Linked DNA regions of Mus musculus: region 2 is linked to region 1. A link is a contact called in public HiChIP or PLAC-seq data. All regions are on one chromosome and are shown on one strand. Each heading gives the region's core, a stretch centred on a gene start, on an enhancer-like site or on the middle of the called end of the contact. The rest is flanking DNA. Distances are from core to core; before and after follow the strand shown.

Region 1 (2,774 bases), core at 27-2,526:
GTCGATCCAATCACTTCTTTTAATTTTTTTTTAAAGTTTACATGTATGTATATATGTGTCTGTGTGAGTGCTTGTGGACATGTGTGCGCAGGAGCCAACAGAGGCCAAGAAAGGGTGTGGGATTCTTTGAAGCTGGAGTTCCAAGTGTTTGTGAGCCTTCTAACTTGGGTGCTTGGATCTGAACTTGAATCCTCACTCTTAACTGCTGAGCTCTCTGCAGCTCCCACCGCCACGACTTGCCTTTCAGGATCAACCTCCTTCCCTTAACCCCACCCCCACCCCGTCACTTCCTGTTCCTGTTCTGAAAGCTGGATGTAGTTCACCCCTTCTGAGATTCTCATTCCCACTTGCGCCTTCACTCTTCATTGGCTGCCAGGACTCCTAAACACATCTGTGCCTCGGTGATTTTTCTCCTCCCGTAAGATCTTACTCTAGGCATCAAGATTGTGAAATTCTGTCCTGTCCTTGTTTGGGTAGCTAAAGCATGTCCTGCCTCGTTTCATGTCAACTTGACACAAGCTGACATTTTGGAAGAAGGACCCTCAATTAAGAAATGCCCTGATCAGGCTGGCCTGTGGGTTCTCTCCCATATGCATTTCTTGCTTGATGAATAATGTAGGAGGGGCCAGATCAATGTGGAATCATGGCTGGTGGTCCTGGGTGCTATAAGAAGGCAGGCTGAGTGAGCCATGCATGAGAAAGAAGCAAGCCAGTAAACAGTGGTCTTCCATGGCTTCTGCTTGAGTTCCTGAATCCAGCCTTACCCTGCTTGAGCTCCTGCCCTGACTTCCCTCAACAGTGTACTAGCAACTGGAAGTGTAAACTAAAGTAAACCCTTTCTTCCCCGAGCTGTTTTTTTTTTTTTTTTTTGTCCTGGAGTTTTATCACAGCAGCAGAAACCCTAACTGAGACATAGCGTCCAACATTCCATAACTGGGATTTTATAGCTCTGCTAAGTGCTATGTCACAACCGTTAAAGCCGCCTTCCTCATCAGAGGATGGGGTTCTCTTATGTGGAGACCCCGCAGCAATTCCTACCCCCAACCTCCGCAGTCACTCGGTAAACATTAATGAATGATGCTGACTCTTCCAGAATCGTCTCTCAGGATCCCAGAGCCTCCTGCTTTTCAGGCACTTTGCCTGTTATCATTTCTGCTTTGCTCACCCGGGCTAGGAACTCGTTTCATTACAGGCTTCCCCCCCGCCCCCCTTGCCTGGTGTCTGGTCCCTGAGCCTCGTACGGGGTCACCCACAGCTGGGCCACAGCTGGGCCACAAGCCCGCAGCTTCCGCGAGCAAGGGGCGGGGCCCAGAGTTTCACCTCTGAGAATAAGCCGGAGAACAATGCCAGGAAGTGTTGGAGCAGGGAAACAGCCCGCTGGGCTGAGCCCATTCGGAGGAGCTTCCTGATTGGCTTGATCTGCACCGTGCAGGAACTCTTAGAATAACTTTGGAATTGTCCCAGCAGAGAGACAAACTTCTCCACTGAAAAAGGGCTGTCACCTAGTGATGTCAAGCACGGAAAACATGGTTAGGAACACCCAAAAGCTCTGACTAAGTTTCCTTCGGAAAGGTCTGTTTGGATTTACCTAACCCTCCTATCTCCTTCCCCCACCCCCAACTCTAACCACTTTCTGAGTCTCTGTCGCAGGTACAATGTCCTCTATGCTTTTTGAAGGGTCGACATCCTCCCTTCTAGGGTATCAAATGGCAGAGGCCCTGTTTATTGGGCAGCAGGTTGGGTGACTCATGGAACCCCATGGTGCCCATGGACACAGGAAGAAAGGGCTCCTTGCTCAAAGCATCTTTCAGCAGTGCAATGTGAACTCTGGCTGTGGACGAACACTCTTCCATGCACTGTGGAGCCATAGCACCACACTGTTCATGCTTCCAAGGTGGAGTTGTACCCAAATCTACTTGTGCTCCAATGAACAGCCAAGCGGAGGCAGGAGATGGTGTGGGCAGAGGTTCCAATTAGCTCTCCCCTTCAACCAGCACAGTTCTGTGTCTTTAAAGAATTGGAAAGACCCACTTCTATCCCAAAGTGAGGAAGTCATGTAGATCTTTACAACAGGAATGCTCCACTTCTTCTTAGGAAATGGGATTACATTGAGTGGAGGTTGATTTTCCAGGCTCCAACAAACCCAGCTCTAGGTCTTATGGATGGCGGCGCATAGCAGTTTAGCCTCTGCCAGCCTCAATCTCAGCCTCAGGCAGGTGTGGGTTATAATGGTAAAACACTGCACCATGTGTATCCATCCTATACGGTCTAGCTCATGATAAATATTCAGAGAACATTAGCTGTTTTTTACCACCACTTTTGTGGGGCACTAAATAATCATATTTCTTTCAATGAAAGAGTCAAAGTCTTTTTTTAATCTTTATTTTAAATTGTTTTTATTTAAATGAGTGTGTATGAATGGATGCTGTGTGTGTGTGTGTGTGTGTGTGTGTGCCCACAGAGACCAGACAAGGATCCTTTGAAATTGGCATTCAAGATGATTGTGAGCCACTAGGTGGGTACAGAGAATTGAATCTGGGTCCCTCTGGAAGAACAGCCAGTGCTCCCAACCACTGAGCCATCTCTCCAGCCCTGAATCGGTCTTTTCAAAATATAATTCTTTTTTGTTATTTTTAGATTTATTTGTTTTATTTTTGTGAGTACACTGTAGCTGTCTTCACACACACCAGAAAAGGACATCAGATCCCATTACAGATGGTTGTGAGCCACCATGTGGTTGCTGGGAATTGAACTCAGGGCCTCTGGAAGAGCAG
Region 2 (2,800 bases), core at 284-2,783, 260 kb after region 1:
GGCGGGCATGGCAGCATGCAGGCAAGCAGGCAGCACTGGGGCAGTGGCTGAGAGCTTACATCCATACCATAAGGGAGCAAACTAGGAATATCATGGGCTTTTGAAAGCTCAAAACCCATCTCCAGTGACGCACCTTCTCCCACAAGGCCACACATCTTAATCTTTCCCAATCAGTTAACAGATCGGGACAATGTGAGTCCTCTAGGATCCTGTTTTCCTTCTTCCGGTCGGCTCATTCCGAATCAGATCAAGAGTCTCTCCCGGACGTTTGGGCCCACGTTCTGGAGATCTACCCTTTGTCTTAGCGATAGTCAGACGGCCACGGCGTTTGGGCCCACGTTCTGGAGATCTACCCTTTGTCTTAGCGATAGTCAGACGGCCACGGCTTTACTAGTAAGGGTAAGGGTTTCACATTAGTGCGGGATTCTCAATCTGGACTGAGTGTTAAGAACCACTTAAGTTGGGCCTGGTGGCTCATACCTGCAGCCCCTGCACTTGACCTGTGGAAGCGGGAAGATCAGGAGTGGAAAATCAACCTCAGCCACAAAGTGAATTTGACGGAAGCCTACATACACTGTAGGAGACTTTGTCTCAAAATCAAACCAAAACACAAACCAACCAACCAACCAACATACAAGGAAGCCCTCGAGAAGATGTCCTATGGAACACTCAGAGCTGTGAGGAAAGTGAGGGACAATTTTCTACTGTTTACTTAATAACCAAAACAGAGCCAACCAACCAACCAACCTACCTACCAACCAACCATCCAACCAACTAACCAACCAACCACCAACCAAAAGAGTTATGATGGTGGCTCATGCCCAGTGCTAGGAAGACTGAGTCAGGAGAATTGCTGTGAGTTTAAAACTAACCTAAGTAGCACATTAAGTTCTGGGCTGGAGAGATCTGCCTTAGCTACTTTTCTGCTGTGATGACAAAGTAACCTAACAAAAGTAATTTAAGAGAGAAAGGCTCAGCCGGGCAGTGGTGGCGCATGCCTTTAATCCCAGCACTCAGGAGGCAGAGGCAGGCAGAGCTCTATGAGTTCAAGGCCAGCCTGATGTACAGAGTGAATTCCAGGACAGCAGGGCTACACAGAGAAACCCTGTTTCAAAAAAACTGAGAGATGAGGGTGGGGGTGGGGTGGCAGCAATAGGGCATAAGTCTCTTGGTTGGGAGCACTGGGTGACAGGAGCAAGCAGCCAGTCTGTCACACTGCAGTAGCAGAGAGGGATCACAGGAAGCTGGTTCTCATTGTTGTACTTCCTCCATCAAGGCTCCATGTGCCAAAAGGTTTCACAACCTTCTCAAACGTCCCCAGCTGCTGAGAATCAGGTGTTCCCACACATGAGTCTATAGGGAACGGGTCATGTTCAAACCACAACAGACCCTGTCTCAAAACCAAAAAATAAAAACTTATGAAAAGAATCATCTGACGAGTGTCTCTAAAAAATGAAGTGTTCTGGGTTCATGTGACCTCTCTTCAGATCACAGGAGAGGGCAGTAGGGCCCAGTCATGAGTACTTTCGAAACTTGCCAAAGTGCAGTGGAAACCAAGAGCCGCTCAAGTATTGAAGTGGTTCTTTGTCATGCTGCTTGCTTTCCTTTAGAGCAATGTTTTGTCTGTTTACATTACAGGTATTTCTGGGGCTAGGGGGAGGAAGAAGAGAAGGGATCCCTTGGGGTCTGCATCTTCCTCAATTCTCTGCCCAGGGTCCTTGGCTCTGTCTTCATATAGGACCCAGACTGTGTGCATGCATCCCTGAACTCTGAACTTTCACACTGGTTCAGGGAAGCAAGGGTCATCCAACTGCACAGACTTTCAGCTTGAACTTGACTCACCCCCTCTGACCTGTAAGTTTGTGCTGTCTTGTTATTCAGGCTGTGAGCTTTTGCTTTCCAAGTCCTCTGCTCTGTTAGTCCTTTGCTCTGTAGGCATGTGAACGTGTGCATAGATCTCCATGTGTGCATGAAACTCCAGGAGAATCGATTGAAAGTGCCCAGTCCTAACATGAGCCAAACATTGGCTGTGCAGATCTGTAGCTTTATTTGACCATAAGAAAGCACATTAATACTCAGCCATATCGGCATCTGGGGAGTTTTGGATGTGGGAACAGCTTGCTTGGAGAGTTCTCTTCATTGTACTTTCTGCTCAGATGCACAAGGATGTTAGAATCTACTGCTCTGTTCTTTGTCTCTGACTTTGGGGTTTAACCTGGGACCTGTGTAGACTTTTGGAGTCCTTACATCATTCAAGGCAAGTTTCCCAATCTGCTTGCATCCTCGAAGGACATACTTCTTTTTTTTATTATTTTGTTTTAATTAAAATTTTATACAGTATTTTGATCATGTTTTCTCCTCCTTCTAGTCCTCCCAGATCTCCCCCCACTTCCTAACTTTATATTCTCTCTCTCTCTCTCTCTGGAAAAAAGTCCCCCCAAAAAGGAAAATTAACACAAACAAGCAATAGACCAATAAGACAAAAGACAAAAAACAAAAACAGCTCAAACAAAACAAAATGAAGTATGCACACACAAAAAATCCACATGACATTTCTTTTATTTTGGCCACTGTTCCTAGGCATGGGGTCCTGCCCTGGAGTGTAGTTGATATTCCAAGTAACACTCCATTGGAAACAATAAATTTTCCTTTTACCAGTGGCTGTCAATTGCATATAATTTATTGGTTGGAATCGGAGCTTGTGTCCACTTCCTCCTTTCAGTGCTGGGATTTCATCTGATTTGAATCTGTGAAGCTCTTGTGCATGCTGCCACAGTATCTGAATTCATATATCCTGTTG

Evidence for each region. HiChIP or PLAC-seq counts read pairs in DNA pulled down with a chosen protein or histone mark.
Region 2: a CTCF HiChIP or PLAC-seq map of the NIH/3T3 cell line shows a contact between it and region 1, with 40 read pairs. The contact joins two enhancer-like sites. A contact is called at or near these places in 3 of 39 promoter capture datasets (the 3T3-L1 cell line, the C10 cell line and hippocampal neurons), 4 of 15 datasets of contacts at CTCF or cohesin (the NIH/3T3 cell line, embryonic stem cells and stem cell-derived epiblast-like cells), 27 of 484 Hi-C or Micro-C datasets (the 3T3-L1 cell line, 3T3-L1-derived adipocytes, the C2C12 cell line and 13 more), 21 of 115 datasets of contacts at active chromatin or transcription factors (the NIH/3T3 cell line, astrocytes, cardiomyocytes and 12 more) and 1 of 9 other capture datasets (adipose tissue).

What each region holds. Positions count from the first base shown.
Region 1 is chr4:57,674,270-57,677,043 of GRCm38.p6, forward strand. The region is part of intron 4 of Pakap (paralemmin A kinase anchor protein); the gene reads left to right. Among named protein-coding and RNA genes, the nearest start is that of Gm52699, 54 kb to the left of the region's middle. Within about 2 kb of position 1,277, at least 95 of the 459 cell types and tissues checked have an H3K27ac peak or open chromatin away from gene starts, as enhancers often do.
Region 2 is chr4:57,929,453-57,932,252 of GRCm38.p6, forward strand. No RefSeq gene overlaps it. Among named protein-coding and RNA genes, the nearest start is that of Gm52700, 6.0 kb to the left of the region's middle. Within about 2 kb of position 1,534, at least 39 of the 459 cell types and tissues checked have an H3K27ac peak or open chromatin away from gene starts, as enhancers often do.